Regions from separate parts of the Mus musculus genome. Here region 2 is linked to region 1. Evidence: chromatin contacts called from public promoter capture Hi-C data. All regions are on one chromosome and are shown on one strand. The core of a region is the stretch at or near the end of the contact, and the rest is flanking DNA. Distances in the headings are between cores, read along the strand shown.

Evidence for each region. Promoter capture Hi-C pulls out the DNA fragments that hold promoters and counts their contacts.
Region 2: a contact with region 1 is called in a promoter capture Hi-C map of the 3T3-L1 cell line, with 2.6 times the contacts expected there. The contact joins the promoter of Mpv17 here to the enhancer-like site in region 1. A contact is called at or near these places in 19 of 39 promoter capture datasets (the 3T3-L1 cell line, the C10 cell line, the HPC-7 cell line and 11 more), 1 of 484 Hi-C or Micro-C datasets (nephron progenitors), 2 of 115 datasets of contacts at active chromatin or transcription factors (embryonic stem cells and pancreatic cancer cells) and 1 of 9 other capture datasets (adipose tissue).

What each region holds. Positions count from the first base shown.
Region 1 is chr5:30,798,066-30,805,505 of GRCm38.p6, forward strand. Gm46907 (a long non-coding RNA gene) reads right to left here. Exons shown (of 2, transcript XR_001784836.2): 2 at 1,170-1,440. Dpysl5 (dihydropyrimidinase-like 5) reads left to right here. Exons shown (of 13, transcript NM_001356948.1): 13 at 1-1,304. Among named protein-coding and RNA genes, the nearest start is that of Gm46907, 13 kb to the right of the region's middle. Within about 2 kb of position 4,821, at least 3 of the 459 cell types and tissues checked have an H3K27ac peak or open chromatin away from gene starts, as enhancers often do.
Region 2 is chr5:31,150,253-31,157,692 of GRCm38.p6, forward strand. Mpv17 (MpV17 mitochondrial inner membrane protein) reads right to left here and starts at 3,999. Exons shown (of 8, transcript NM_008622.6): 1 at 3,939-3,999; 2 at 3,416-3,490. The coding sequence starts at 3,485. It overlaps Gtf3c2 (general transcription factor IIIC, polypeptide 2, beta), which reads right to left. Exons shown (of 19, transcript NM_027901.2): 19 at 5,754-7,440. The coding sequence ends at 7,297.

The sequences.
Region 1 (7,440 bases), core at 3,571-6,070:
CTTCCTGGGGGCGTGTTCTGCTTTGCTTTGCACAAGCCGATTTTATCTTTGTCATGAACTGACTCATGTTCGAGCCTGGACTAGAAAAGTGTTAGGAACCTGCGTGCGGTTTTAGTTGCACCCAATGTCCTCACTTAGGAGCTGAAGAGACAGATAACCCAGAGGACTGAGATAGCCCTGGGAACAGTAGGTAATGACCCTAGAGGTCACAGGTATCATAAACAGTGACGCTGACGGTGTCTATCTCTCTTTCTCTCCTACTCTCCTTCTCCTACCTTCTCCTCCTCTTCTCTTTTCTCCTCCCCCTCCTCCTCTTTCCCCTTTTTCTTCTTCTTGAGACAAAATCTTGCTTAGGTAGCCTGGCCTTGAACTTACAGAAATCCTGCCTTCGTTTCCCCAAGTACTGGAATTATACACACAAGCTACCACACCTAGCTATACATCATCTTTGTCTATTTCTGCCCTTGCTGGGTCATGGGCCTTGGGCAGATGCCAAAGATCCAAGGGGTGGTAGGGCCAGCTAGGCAGGCCACCTGGAGTGGGCCAGGAGCGCTTTACCCTCTCTAATCGCCTCCACCTGAGAAGTGCATCACCTGAAGTGGTAGGAGAGTGCGCGTACAAGGGGCCACTGTGGGCCTTCTACTTCATCCACCCCGCCCTTCCACAGACCCAAGCCCACCCTTTCATAGCCTGTGTGCTCACCCAGGAGCTTCTAGATGGGAGGCTTAGAGCCAACCAAACCCGTCACTCCCCTGTGTCCACTCCCTGCCCCATGCAGAGCTCCCACCACCCCATCCCAGGTCCGGTGGCTGCCAGCTGGAGCGAAAGGGGTCTCTGGTTGCCCCGAATGCAGCTCTCAAACTGGTCTTGTACTTGCTGAATAAACACTGTTGTTCTTGCCTTAGCTGCTTTCTAGGTTTGTGGGGTTAACTTGCCAGAAAATTGTGCTACAGTGTGTGTGTGCGTGTGTGTATGTGTAGTGCTAGGAGTCCACAGTAGGTTGCTTGTCAAGCCATTGCCGTGACAATGGCATCTCTTATATTGACCCAAAAACCACAGAACCACACGGAAGCCAAACCCCCACCAGCTGTTGAGGTGGCAGGCACAGCCTGGGGTCAGAAAGGAGCTGTCAGCACCCCAGCACCCAAGTGACTTCCTCACTCTGTAAATGTCATGGTGCTAAGGTTGTATTGATCCCAAGACGACACATGGCCCTATGCTTTGGCCACCGTCTGAGGCAAAACAAAACAGCCCAACACGTTGTGTTCTGGTGCAGGTTTGAATTAAACTGTAGCTACTTCTCACTCGGCCTCTGTTGTGTTTTTTCAAGAAGAGGCAGCCTGACAGAAAGTCTTCTCTGCAGCGGTTATGTGTCGCTTCCGTTGCTAGGAGAACAGCTTTGGTCCATCACTCTGATCCAGTGGTAGCTCACTGGGAGATCTGGACAAGGTCAGGAGATACAAAAGTAAAAAGTATAAAAATAAACATTTGTGATAAGGGTCATCCCTCTCCCGAAAGACCAGGATTTCTGATGGTGGAAAAGAAAAATCTAAGACAGATTCCTTGGGACAGTTGGCATGTTCTCTGAAATAGGAAAACTCAGAGGAAACTCTGTAAAGGCAGACATTTAATTCAGGGCAGTTTACAGCTTCAGAGGTTTAGTCCATTGTCATGGAGGGTAGTGGCAGTGTGCAGGCAGACGTGGTGCTGGACAAGGAGCTGAGAACTTTTTCAGTATTTATTACCTACAGTGTTCTGCCTGCATATATGCCTTCATGCCAGAAGAGAGCACCAGATCTCATCAAAGATGGTTTCGAGCCACCATGTGGTTGCTGGGAATTGAACTCAGCACATCTAGAAGAGTAGTCAGTGCTCTCAACCTCTGAGCCATCTCTCCAGCCCAAGTTCTACATCTTACTCTGCATGCAAGAAGGATGTGTTTCACACTGAGTTTAGCTGGATCATTTAAAACCTCAAAGCAGTGCCTCCTCACTTCTACCAAGGCCACCCCTCCCCATAGTGCCACTCCCTTGGCCAAGCATTCAAACACAAGAGCCTATATGGGGTCCAAACCTATTCAAACCATCACTTTCCACTTCCTGGCCCCAATAAGCTTATAGCCATAATATAATGCAAAATGCATTTAGTGCAACTTCAAAAGTCCTCATAGACTATTATAGTCTCAACAATCATTAAAAATTAAGTCTTTTCTGAGATTCATGCAATCTCCGAACTGTAATCCCCTAGAATATGAAAAATTTTTTAAAAAAAATACATACTTCCAACAAATCATCACAGGATATACATCACCGTTCCAAAACATAGGGAAGGGAGAACAGTAAGGAAAGACTGGACCATAGCAGGACTGAAAACCAGCTGGGCAAACTCCAGACTCTGCATCTCCATGTCTGATGGCAAAATGCTCTTCAGATCTCCAACTCCTTCCAGCTCTGTTGGCTGTAACACGAGTCTTTCTCTCCGGCTGGTTCTACTTCCCTGGTAGCTGCTTTCCTCAGCAGGCAGCCCACAGCTCTGGCATCTCAAACCTCTTGTGGTCTCCAAGGCCATCGAAAGTATGCCTTCACAGCTTTGTGCAATGGGCTCTCTGGGATACATTTGGCTTCAGCAACTTTCCTTAATCACAGAGGGGGATCTCGACTCTAAAGCCAGAACCATAGGGCCAAAGCTGCCAAGGTCTGCTGCTTGCTGCAGCTGGAACATGGCCCCCCTTGCTCAATCACATCTTCACCAGATGTCTGTTTTTGATGGTTTCCTTCACTACCTAAGCTTGACTGTCAACAGAACTTGCTCTGTAGACCAGGCTGGCCTTGAACTCAGAGATCTGCATGCCTCTGTCTCTTAAGAATTGGGATTAGTCATCCCATATTCTCAGTGTCTTTGAAGGGCCTTTGACTGCTTACTTGCTTTCTAGAACCCTACTGTTGAGTATGGCAACTAGACCTCAAAAGCCATTGACTGTTAGGGGAGATTACCTAGTTAAGCTCACACTAAAATGAGTGAAGCACAAGCTATAGTCACAGCATTTGGAAAGTTGAGGCAGGGGGATCACGAGTGTGAGGCCAGCCTAGGTCAGATATACACAGACCCTGTCTCAGAGTGAGTGCATTGTTAATTTTAGTACTGTGGGGTACCTTGTGATGATTTCTTTTTTCTTTTCTTTTTCTTTTTTTTTTTTTTCTTTCTTTTTTTTTTTTTTTTTTTTGGTAAAGATTTATTTATTTTATGCCTATGAGTACACTGTAGAGGTCTTCATACACACCAGAAGAGGGCACCGTATCTATTACAGATGGTTGTGAGCCACCATGTGGTTGCAGGGAATTGAACTCCAGGACTTCTGGAAGAGCAGTTAGTGCTCTCCACCACTGAGCCATCTCTCCAGCCCTTGTGGAGATTTCTTAACCCTCAGAGATACAACCCTAATGAGGAAATTCTAGATGGTGGAGAAAATCAGGAGAGCACTCTGGGGAACAAAGCAGGTTTCCACTAATCTATGCTAAATACAGGGAGTGGAGGGGGAAGACACAAGCTTTAGTCCCAGCACTCAGAAGGCAAGGGCAGGCTGGGCTACAGAGCGAGACCCTGTCTCAAAAACAAAATGGAGAGAAGGCACAGTCACATATGACAGACAGACCGTTGCATGGTCCGAGGCGTGTACAGGTGCGTACTTGGGAAGACCCTGGGAATGTTAATACATGTGCGGCTGAAAAAGAACCACAGTTTTGGACTTGAAAACTAGGATCAGACAGGAGAACCAGCATTAGAACTGTGCACCATCAGCCTTGATTTCTAGGAATTACAGGTTGTCTCACATTCGGGCACAAGTGGCTTTAGGAACTGTGGAAGGGGCTCATGGGAACCCTAGGTGTGAAGAAGAAACCACGATACTGAGAAGGGTAGACACTATCATCCAATTGATTTTTTTTTAAGTTATTTTATTTTGAGACAGGATTTCACTAGGCAGCCCTGGCTAGCCTGGAACTATGTAGATCAGGCTGGCCTCGACCTCACAGGGATTAAAGGCATGCACCACTCCACCTGACAATGGAAGCTATTACAAAACATTGCCAGCAAGCTACATATTGAGCTTACCACGCCGTAAAAGTTCGCTGTAAAGCCACCTCGCTCTTCTCAGTGTCTGCTTTACAGTGAGATCTGTTTCCTGGATGAGCACTGTTTCCTGCTAAGTCACATGAATGCATTGGAAATTTCCTTGATATGCGATTTTTTTTCACTTTTTTTTTTTATTAAAAGGAAACCGTTTGTTTTAGATGTGATTTCCTTATGTAATTTCTGAATGGACAAACAACATGGTTATAGGAACTCAAGCTCTCCAAGGCCCTCTGGGGGCAACTCCCCGGAAATCTAAGCTCACCCAACTGAAAAGTTCCCAACAGCTCTGTGTGCTTTGGTGACATCTTCTAACCAGTGCCTCCGTGTTGCTGGAATTCTTCATTGCAAACTGGTTTGAGTGTTGCAGATTGGGGGCCCTGGAGTGCTCCCCACCCCCGCAGCACCAGATTGCCATATTTCCAGGCACTGAGGAGTCAACATCACAAACAGACTTTTGGGAAAGGCTTTGACACCTTCATGACTGGGGAACTGAAACTACTGGGAAAGGATTGACCGGGTTTTGAGTGTTTTGAGTCCCAAGGACGACACTTCAGTAATGCTGCCTTAATGCCATGGCAGTGATCATCAGAATTCCTGGTGGCTCCTAAGAGGAACTTGAGGCCCGCTCTAGTCATCTTAGTCTGTTGCCATGTGGGGGCTGCTGTTGATCAACAGCCAGGTCTCCAGAGTAAACTATCTGCGACGTGGCCCAAGGAGTGGCTTTCTGCAGATTGCTCTGTGATTTCTCCCTGCTGTCTGCACTGTGGTTGCGAAACTCCTGGGAATTGGTAGCGGGGGCATAAAAGAATGCTGCCTTCCATTCTGTTTCTCAGATACTGCTTTCATCTGTCATCGTGTTTAGGAAAACTGGTATCCCAATTCCAATCTATAATCAAAGCCAATACTTTGGGGATTAATGGTTTAACCTAAGTGAGCAAAGTGGGGCTCCCTTCTAGACTGGAGGTCTGAAGTTGTTCATGGAGCCCAGTGGCTCTCAGCCAGGGGCAGTTTTGTCCTCTAGGAGACAAGAGTAGGAAATCTTTGGACATTCTTTTGGCTGTCACAACGTAGCAGACTAGCACTACTTGAATCTATTGGATAGAGTTCCAGGACCCTGCCAAGCCATCTACTCGGGATGCATTCGGGGGAGCCACTGCAACAAGGAATTCTTCCACACAAAATGTCAACAGCGATGAGATGTGGAGATATCTGAGAACACAGCTTGATAAATCTGTGTGAAGCTTAAAGATGGAATGGGATCGTTGCTTTAGAAAATTGTATAAGGAAGTTTTAAGGAGGGAGGCAGAGCTAAGTTTATGATGCAATTCTGTGTGGCAAGACATTCAGGATGCAAAACATCACGCACAGGGTTGGACCTCAGCATCCCAGGATCAGTCAAAGGCAGGACCCCAAGGAGTCTTACCACGTGCTTCCCATGGCTTCACCTGTCAATCCAATGCCACCGAGATCAGGAACTGTGTTGTACCAGGTCCTGCTTGGCCACTGTGAAATGCTCCAGGAAACAGATGGCCACTTGTAGATCTGACTGAAGTTCAAAATGCAGACAGAGGGGCCACAGCAAGTAGAAGCCTAATCACTGTTACACTTCAATTCTTTAATTATCAAATATATAGCCTTTCTGTTATACCTGGGTGTAAACTAAGCCCCTCTCCAGGAAATATCTTGTGGTGGGTGGAGAAACGGACCATTTTAAAACTCAAGGAAGGGTACTTGCAAAAGGAAGTGGGCATTGTGGCTAAAAGGAAATTCAGAAAGAGTCTGGGAATGGTTGTTGACACACTACATCTGATGGGTCAGGTATTCAATGATGTAGTCCAGTCTTAACCTGTTTCCATGACATCGTTCTCTCAAATGTCTGCGTGTAAGTTATACAAACAACCTGCCAGATCTAAGTTCACAACTTGATAAATCTGTACTAAACCAATGTACAGCTGGAGACAGAACACTGCCAGGGCCTGGGAAATCAGCTCTGTGACTCTCCTGTCGTATCAGTGCCCCCACCCCATGGATAATAACTATGTCCCCGAAAAATGAGCATTGTCTTGAGTTGAACACTAATTCATGGACTCACACAAGGCATACACTTTGTCTTGTCTCTGTCTCTCAACAGTAAGTTTTTAAGATATAATACACACATCTTCTTGTCTGTTATGTGCAAGACTGTCTACCATGGAGGGAGAACTTTTTCAGCAATGTGTGCACACACGGGACCTTACATACAGCGTAGAAGCACATATCTGTGTGAAGGGTGCATGCAAGGTCCTTTCCTTCTGGTGTAGAATGAGACTTGTCCAATTCAAAAGTGAAATTAAGAAAGCAATTCCAGTCAGAGTAGCATCAAAAAGAAGAAGGTGAGGGCTGGAAAGATGACCCAGTGGCACTGGCTTCTCTCAGAGAGGACCCAGATTCAGTCCCCAGCCCCAGTGGGGCAGCTTGAAACCACATGGGACAGCAGGTTGAGGGAATATGACACCCTACAATGGTTGCCTACAGATATGCACATACAGTTGTGCACACATACAGGTAAAGTAAATATTTTTAAACTTATAAACTATAAAGTGTTTATTGATACAGGTACAATTGTGCTCTGAAACACATGGAACTGTTGGAAATGTTTAAAAAACCTAAATAAATGAAAGAGAATTCCATGGTCATGAATCAGATGACTTCATATCATTAAGGTGGCCATAGTCCCTCAAATGGAGCCATAGATTCTGCATAACCCGCAGCAGAATTCCAGCTGTAAAGGTGGAGAGCTGGCTTTAAAATTCATGTGGAACAACAGAGGACTCAGAAGAGTAAAGTCAGGAAAACCTTAAGGAGCTGGTGAAACCATCATGAATCTAGTCATGAAGACGGAGCCCCAGACAGCTCAACACCTCTCAGTAGGCCTCCCTCTCAAATATCCCTCCACACCCACCCCTCCAACCAACTCAACAGACTTTGGGAAACACACTCAGACCTTATCCAAACCCCGAAAACACATGGCAGGCATGAAGATAAGGGAGCACACACACACACACACACACACACACACACACACGTACACGCACATGCAGTCCCCTGCAGCTAGCAGTCTGCTAAAACAATGGCCTCTAAGGAGCATATGTTTCCCTGACCAGTCTCATGCTGGGGAAGTTAAAGCTGGAGACCTTTACATCACCCAGAGGGGGACTTGTCTTCTGGAAGGAGTCTGCACTATGCTGGCATTGACTCAGGACAGACTGAGAGCCAACGGCAGCAGTCAGCATTGGGTCAGTGAGGGCCAGAGCCACATCTTGTCCAGAA
Region 2 (7,440 bases), core at 2,749-5,248, 350 kb after region 1:
CAGGGAGTGGCTGCTCGGAATGAGACGGACTGTGCCTTTAAGAATAGGGGAGGAGGGGCTGGTGAGATCGCTCAGTGGGTAAGAGCACCTGACTGCTCTTCCGAAGGTCGGAAGTTCAAATCCCAGCAACCACATGGTGGCTCACAACCATCTGTAACAAGATCTGACGCCTTCTTCTGGAGTGTCTGAAGACAGCTACAGTGTACTTACATAAAATAAATAAATAAATCTTAAAAAAAAAAAAAAAAAAAAAAAAAAGAATAGGGGAGGAGCCGGGCGGTGGTGGCGGTGCACACCTTTAATCCCAGCACTTGGGAGGCAGAGGCAGGCTGATTTCTGAGTTCGAGGTCAGCCTGGTCTACATAGTGAGCTCCAGGACAGCCAGGGCTATACAGAGAAACCCTGTCTTGAAAAACCAGAAAAAAAAAAAAAAAGAAAAGAAAAAAAAAAAAGAATAGGGGAGGGGTCTGCAGGTGAAGATATTCCTGGCATGGACCCAGCAATGCTGCTGACTGAGGGCCCTCCTGGCGGGAACAGGAGCTTGAACTGACCTCAGACCCAGAGGCAGCTCAAACTCTGTTGAGAAGGGGAAGCAGATTCCCCGGGAAGGGTCTGAGTGCTCAGTTCACTCCTATCCATAAGCATCCCACTGAAGGAAATGAGACAAAATGGCCAGTTCTACGGCGCAGTGGTGGCGCACGCCTTTAATCCCAGCACTTGGGAAGCGGAGGCAGGCGGATCTCTGAGTTCGAGGCCAGCCTGGTCTACAGAGTGAGTTCCAGGACAGCCAGGGCTACACAGAGAAACCCTGTCTCAAACAAACAAACAAACAAACAAACAAACAAAGGTGTTTGCTATACACAGGTTGAAAATGATCATAGGAAGGGCCAACTTTTATAAACCTTCAAGTTTATTATACATTTTTAAAAGTTCCAGTCAGTTCCAGGAGAGAACTGACTGTATAGTCATGCAATACACATGTGCACACACACAATAAATAATGGGGGCATACTGTCCAGAGAGTGTGCTTGCACGGCATGTGTGAGGCTGGAGCTTCTGCCTTTAGGACTGTGAGTAGGCAAATGAATAACACTTGCAGAGCTTCTCTCAGAGATAATTCCTGGAACTGACCTTTTAAGTTCTAAATGAGGAAACTGAGGCCCAAAGAGGTTTATTGATGTGGACTAATTAGGCAGTTACTAAGTGCTATGTTCTGAGATTCAGATCTTGGTCTTCTAGCTCCAAGTCTGAAATCTCTGTTGTTTCTCAGTGTGAGCTATCCCATGGGACCTCTAGAGACACTGTTCTCTGACAATAGTCCAAAATGGTAAGGTGAGCTAAGCCCACCCCCACCTTTTATTTGTAGGTTGGTCCAAACACCCTGTCAGGAAAGAAGGGGAAGTCTGTGAGACGTACTGTGAGGCTACAGGTTGCTTCAGAACCAGATGAAGACGCAGCAGCGTCAGGAGTGATGTGTACATGAGGCCGTGTAAGATCCCAGTCCAGGCAGACCAGGGAGCCCAGGGAGCCACATCTCTGCACTTGTGCCCTTGGAGCTTTAGTTAGCTATGGATCATTTAGGTGGGGGAAGCATGACTGTCCTTTCCTCTCCATCCCTATGGCCACAAGGGGGGGACCTTCTATCTGGCAGCTAGGGGCCCTGAGGGAATCTGAGGCTGGGCAAAGGGCCCAGCATGTCAGTTCCCATCACAGCCACACAGTCCAGCATGAGTCACCACACACTCAGCCAGGTGAGTCATGCAGGTCGGACACTCTGAGGACAAGAGGTGGATGGGCACAGGATGCTATCGAGGGGCCAGAGAGGAGTAGGAGTCCACCTTCTGGCCAGTCATGCGGCTTCTAATGCTAACATACAGCTATTCTACTAACAAGACCTCTGGCCTACCTACCCTTCAGCCCCCCTCTTTCCCCTCAGCCCTCTGCCGAATATGGGTTCTTTATCTAAGCATAGGCAAGCCTTGTTTATTACCTGACCGCCCACTGCAATGCTCTGATGCTCTGATGCTCAGAGGCCTGCTGAGGCTTCCTTGAACTAGCACTTTGCTCCTCATGCTGTGGCTTCTGTATGCATATGAAAAAACTTCAGATTTGCCTGAAAAGTTGGCCACGGAGGAACCTAAGATGTGCTTCAAAGCAAACGACCTCAGAGTAGCCCCAGTCATAACAATGAGTAGCCAGCAAAAGGAAGGGTGGAACAGATACAAAGAGGCACTGGAGGCGCTCTGTGAAGCTGCTACTTCATCGCTGACAGAGTAAAAAAGCCGCAGGTAGTGTACTGAGAATATGTTTGTAAGAAAAGCCAAACAATGATGTAAGCTAAGCTTAGGAGAGTGGCCATCTAGCCAGCCGTAGTGGTTTACATTTGTAATTTCAGCATTCAGGGGGCTGAGAAGAGACAGCTGCAAGTTTAAGGCCAGTCTGGCTACAATGTGAATTCTAGGTCAGCCCAGGGTTGTGTGACTCTTGTCTTAAAAATGAAATAAAAACTGGAATATATGAATTGAAAGAGAGGGATCCAACAGAGTTCCAAAGCTGATTACTGAAGGATTCCCTTTTAATATGATTTAAACTTTAGATATATGACTGTTTTATACACTTCACAATAAACATTATGTATAAAAATGGAGTAAGTTACTTCAGCACTTGTTAGGTGTGTCATTTAATGTGGACTCATTCCTGCTAACAGACCTTTGGAGGCGCCTATGCATGGAGACAATGTGCTCAGCACACTATAAAGTATAAGAGGAAAGCATTTAATTTCCCAAGGTGGGGTCTCTTGGGGGCAATGCTTTTTAAGAATGGACTACTTAGGCTAGGCAGTGGTGGCACATCCCTTTAATCCCAGCACTTAGGAAGGAGAGACAGGTGGATCTCTAAGTTGAAGGCCACCCTGGCACACAGATTTTCATGACAGCCAGGACCATACAGAGAAGTCCTGCCTTGAAAAACAAAAACAGAAACTATCACCTAATTTCTTGAGGACTTTAAGTCTTGCTCGACAGACTGTGCATCTCTCTCTTTTAGATTTATTGTTATCATTTTAAACTGTGTGTGTTTGTGCAAGTGAGTGCAGATGCCCCAAGTGGTTGGAGGTGACAGAGCTCTCTGGAGCTGGTGCTACAGGTGGCTCTGAGCTACATGACATAGTGTAGAATCCTCTACAGAGCAGTATGCGCTGTTAACCTCTGAGCCACGTCTCTATTTCGTCTCCCCTCCAGCATGGGTCTCAGAAACAGCTCACCCTCCAAAACAGACATAATAGTTCAGGAGAAGGGAAACACTTCCGGGGGGGGGGGGCTAAACTGGAGGAGGTAGGTGGTGTCGTGATATGGGCCTCCTCCTCCACCTCAAATCAGCTGCTCTAATTATACTCTGGTCCCAGAGTGACACTCACCAGCTGTCAGAACCTGGACTTTCCACGGATGTGCTGCCAGGGCTCTCTGGTATGCTCGCCAGAGTGCCATGCTCCCTGTCAAACCAAGAGGATAAGTCACTCCCATTGCCCCTCACAGTAAAGAACATGCCTGCCATTTCCTTATGCTCACTCTCCTTACTTCCAAACTCTGCAAGTGACAGAGGCCTCAGAAAGCTTGCTTACTGGGCCGTGCCCCTGCCTTGTGGTCACTATTCATCTGGAAAGGAAGCAGTTTTGAGTAACCTGGTCCTGGTCCTGAAGCAAGGCATCCAGTCCTGATTAAGACACTCATGAAATTAGACTTACTCTGGCTTCCATCCAGAGTCTGGGTTCCATCCCCCAAGTAAACACGATAGGTCCCCAGATTCAGTTGGAATCTCCTTTATAAGAGTAACTACACACCAGAAATAAACCAAGACCTGGATCTGTAAGGTCACATGACCTGCAAGAACTCTCAACCCACAGTGCTTCAAGTCTCTGAATGCCAAGAACCTCCGCTCACCTGAGTGCCAGCTCTGCGCAGAACCTTCTCTCACGTGACCGAAGCTGGTCCAGGGACTTCCGTATCGAGCACCGCCTCTTCCGTCTGCCTGCGGGCCGGGCTGTTGTTTGGACACAAGCAGTCCAGGAGGAATGCAGGTGGGTGGGGCCTTTGATACCCCTTGCGAGGCGGCTCAGCCGACCACTTAAGGGGAGTGGGCAGCCCCCTTCTCGTGGACTGCACCAAACATCGGTGTAGGACAGTCTGTGCTTCCCTGTAACTCGGCTGCCCCCACCCCCCACCCTCGTTCTCCCCAGACTATCAGGCCAGACTGTCAGTCTCCCGGAGGTAGTCAGGTCTAGACGCCCTTCTCAGTTTGGAAACTTGAATGCTGAAGTAGTGCAGGTATACCCAAGCTCCCAAGTGAGCAGAACTCAGACTTGTTCTATTTTTTTTCCTTGTTCTTTATACCAAATTTTTAAGTTTTGTCTGAAAAATCTTTCTGGACAAGCAGTCAACTTTCAGAACCACTGGCTTAGCAGAACCTGAGAACGCCCGTGCTAGCTGTCTTAAGTTTGGTCATGAATTTTGTAAAATGACCCTGTCTTGCAATCAGGGCTCCTTGAATTCTAGGGCTGTACAAGAGGCAACTCAATGGAGGGTTTGTTTTGCTTTATGGGTTTCTAGAGTCATGCTTTGTTTGTTGTTTTTCCAAGACAAGGTTTCTCTGTGTAGCCCTGGCTGTCTTGGAACACACTCTGTAGACCAGGCTGGCCTCCAACTCAGAAATCCACCTGCCTTAGCCTCCCAAGTGCTGGGATTAAAGGAGTGCGCCACCACACCCGGCTTCTAGTCATGTTAAGCAAAGAGGCATAAAACTATATTTAAAAAAAAAAAAACATTTTAGGAATCTTAATCTCCCTCTAGTTTTAACACCCAACTCCCTGCAAATCCCTTCCTGAGGTAGGTAAAGATGTATACGTCTCCAAGCCTTGAAAAAGGTCAACTTATTTGATGTCTGTCCACCCCCAGCTCAGTTAGTCAGTTCCTGTATGATTAATGAAGGATGGATTCTATTAGAGAGAGTAAGAATTCAGGGGAATTAGATTCTTGTGTACAGAACATGCTAAAAGAATTTCACTAGTAGACATAATAAGGGAGTCCAAATGTGCAAGATTGGAAGGTGTTTTTAAGCGATATGGATTCAAGCCTTATTCAGATTGCTTAACCTCTCAGAACCTAATTGTCATTACATAAAATAGTACCTACCCCATGGAGCTCAGGGGTATATGAAAAGCACCCCAAACCGAGAAAATGCTTAATATCATTTATCTATCCTCCCTTCTCTCCCACTAGAGAAATATAAAAGTCCCTTAGTGAGGTTTGACCTGGGAGTTTCTGGAGGGGAGAAGATACCAGGAGGGAAGTGAGCCCAGGATCTTGCACACACACTAAGTCCATGCTCTTCCATTGAGCTACATCCCAGCCGAGATGAGATCTTGAAGGACACATAGGTTTAGGTGTTGGTGTCAAAGGCAACAGAATAAGCTAAGGCACACAGGAAGAAGAGCAAGAACCAAGAACAGCTACACTGGGAAGGAAGATAGGGAAGAAAGGACTGAGGAGAAAAGGCTTGTGGGAGAGGAGAAAGAACAGAACAGAAAATATTGCCCCCACAGTTACTTCTCAGCTCAAGCGTGAATCAACACCAGGAGCAGGGTCGCTGGCACAGCCTTTAGTCCCCCCCCCAGGTTCCACCTTCTCTAACGCTGGAAGTAGGGAAATACAGATGTGCTGTATGGATGGGTTGCTCTGCAGGACAAGCCAAGCTCCTCTGCAATGGAAGGCACTTCTTTATTAGTTCAAAAAGCAAGCCCGACACCGCCTGAGCTGGATCACAACAGAGTGCTATAACACTTGGCTCCTAACACTAATGCAGTTATGGGCCCTTCTGCTGTGTAAGGACCTTACTGTCCTAGAGGTCTGCTTCCTCTTCTGTATAGGAAGGGGACTCACTACTTGGCTCTCTTCTTAAAGACTTCTGGCGTTTGACAAATCTTCTACACTACTCAGGTAGAAAACTGTTTCCAGATATAACAGACCAATCTTGAGTGCTCTAAAGTCTAGGTTTTGTTTCAGGCAATACTAATGTAAACTGCATCCCATCCAAGAGGAAACAGGCTACCTGTTTCCTATTTCCTAAGATGGTCTAACTACTTCCTTCCACACTTCAGCCTGTATACTCCAATGTGTCCCCTGCCTGTGTTTTCAAGACAGTATCAGTCATGTGAGGTGCTGCTATCCACAGAGGACTTGATTGAGCGAACAATACATTATTGGGTTCTAAATACTTTCTATACAGAGTTTAAACATGTTTAATACGTCAGCAATGTGACCATATCATAAAGATCAAAAATCATGACTTGTAAAAGAATGATTGAAATAACTAAAGATATTTAATCTAGAGGAAAAATGCCTTGGGAACACATGATAGCTACTGTGAAGTACTGAAAGGGCAGCCACAGGGGGGGTGACTATTTTCTAACACCCATTAGTAAAATTAAGAGAGGTATACTCTGACTTGATATAAAGAAGATCTTTTTTTTTCTTTTCTTTACTTTTTTTTTTTTTACTTTTTGGTTTTATGAGATAGCCCAGACTGAATGCAAACTTGTGATCCTCTTACCTCGGCCTCCTAAGTGCTGGGATTACAGGTATGCACCACTATACTCAGCTTCAAAAAATTTAAAAACACTATCTAGGAGTGTTCAAGTAGTGTCATATGTCAGTGATTGGGAATATTTCATAAGCAGAAACACGAACTAGCTGCTGTCCTACTGGCAGGGTGCTTATGTTGTTCCTCAGTTAAAGTTAAGTTATGAGCAGCTTCAGTCCAATAAATTACTGTCCCTACCATCGGGCCTGTGTGTTGGTTATTCTAATGAGGGAGATCGGAAGGCAATAACATCGAATTCTGGAAATAGACAGGAGCCTTCATGAAGATATCCTTTCCGACTGTCCAAACACCCACTCACAAGTGCTCTCAAAAACACCCAGTACCTTTACTTAGCTTTACCTCCTTCACAATATGCTCAATATGAGCAATTTGACTCCCAAGCCTAGGTTTGGCCTGAGTGTTTCTTGTGAGCCATGGTTTTAGGCATAGGAATTGTTGTGGAGGGGGAGCCCCCCTACCTGCAGGGAGCTGTGACCATAGAAGTCTGTGGAAGGAGAGGGATTTAAGGAGTTTGGGGCATGTAGGCCTAAAGATTTAGGCCTGGCACCATCACTGTCCAGGAAGGGCCCAGGTGCTATGCTCTATGCATGGGCGCCATTTGTTCTTGGCAGACTTCAATCCAAGAGTTCTGTGTGGCCCAGACTAGGGATTGGGGAGAAGGCAATGGCTGCTTGGAGAGAAACCAGGCCCTTCAGTTGGAAAGGACGGTTGGAACATAGCATTGAAGTTGGCTCGGCTTTCAAGCTGTACACGGTGGGCCAGCGGAGAGGTGAGTCCACGAACAAA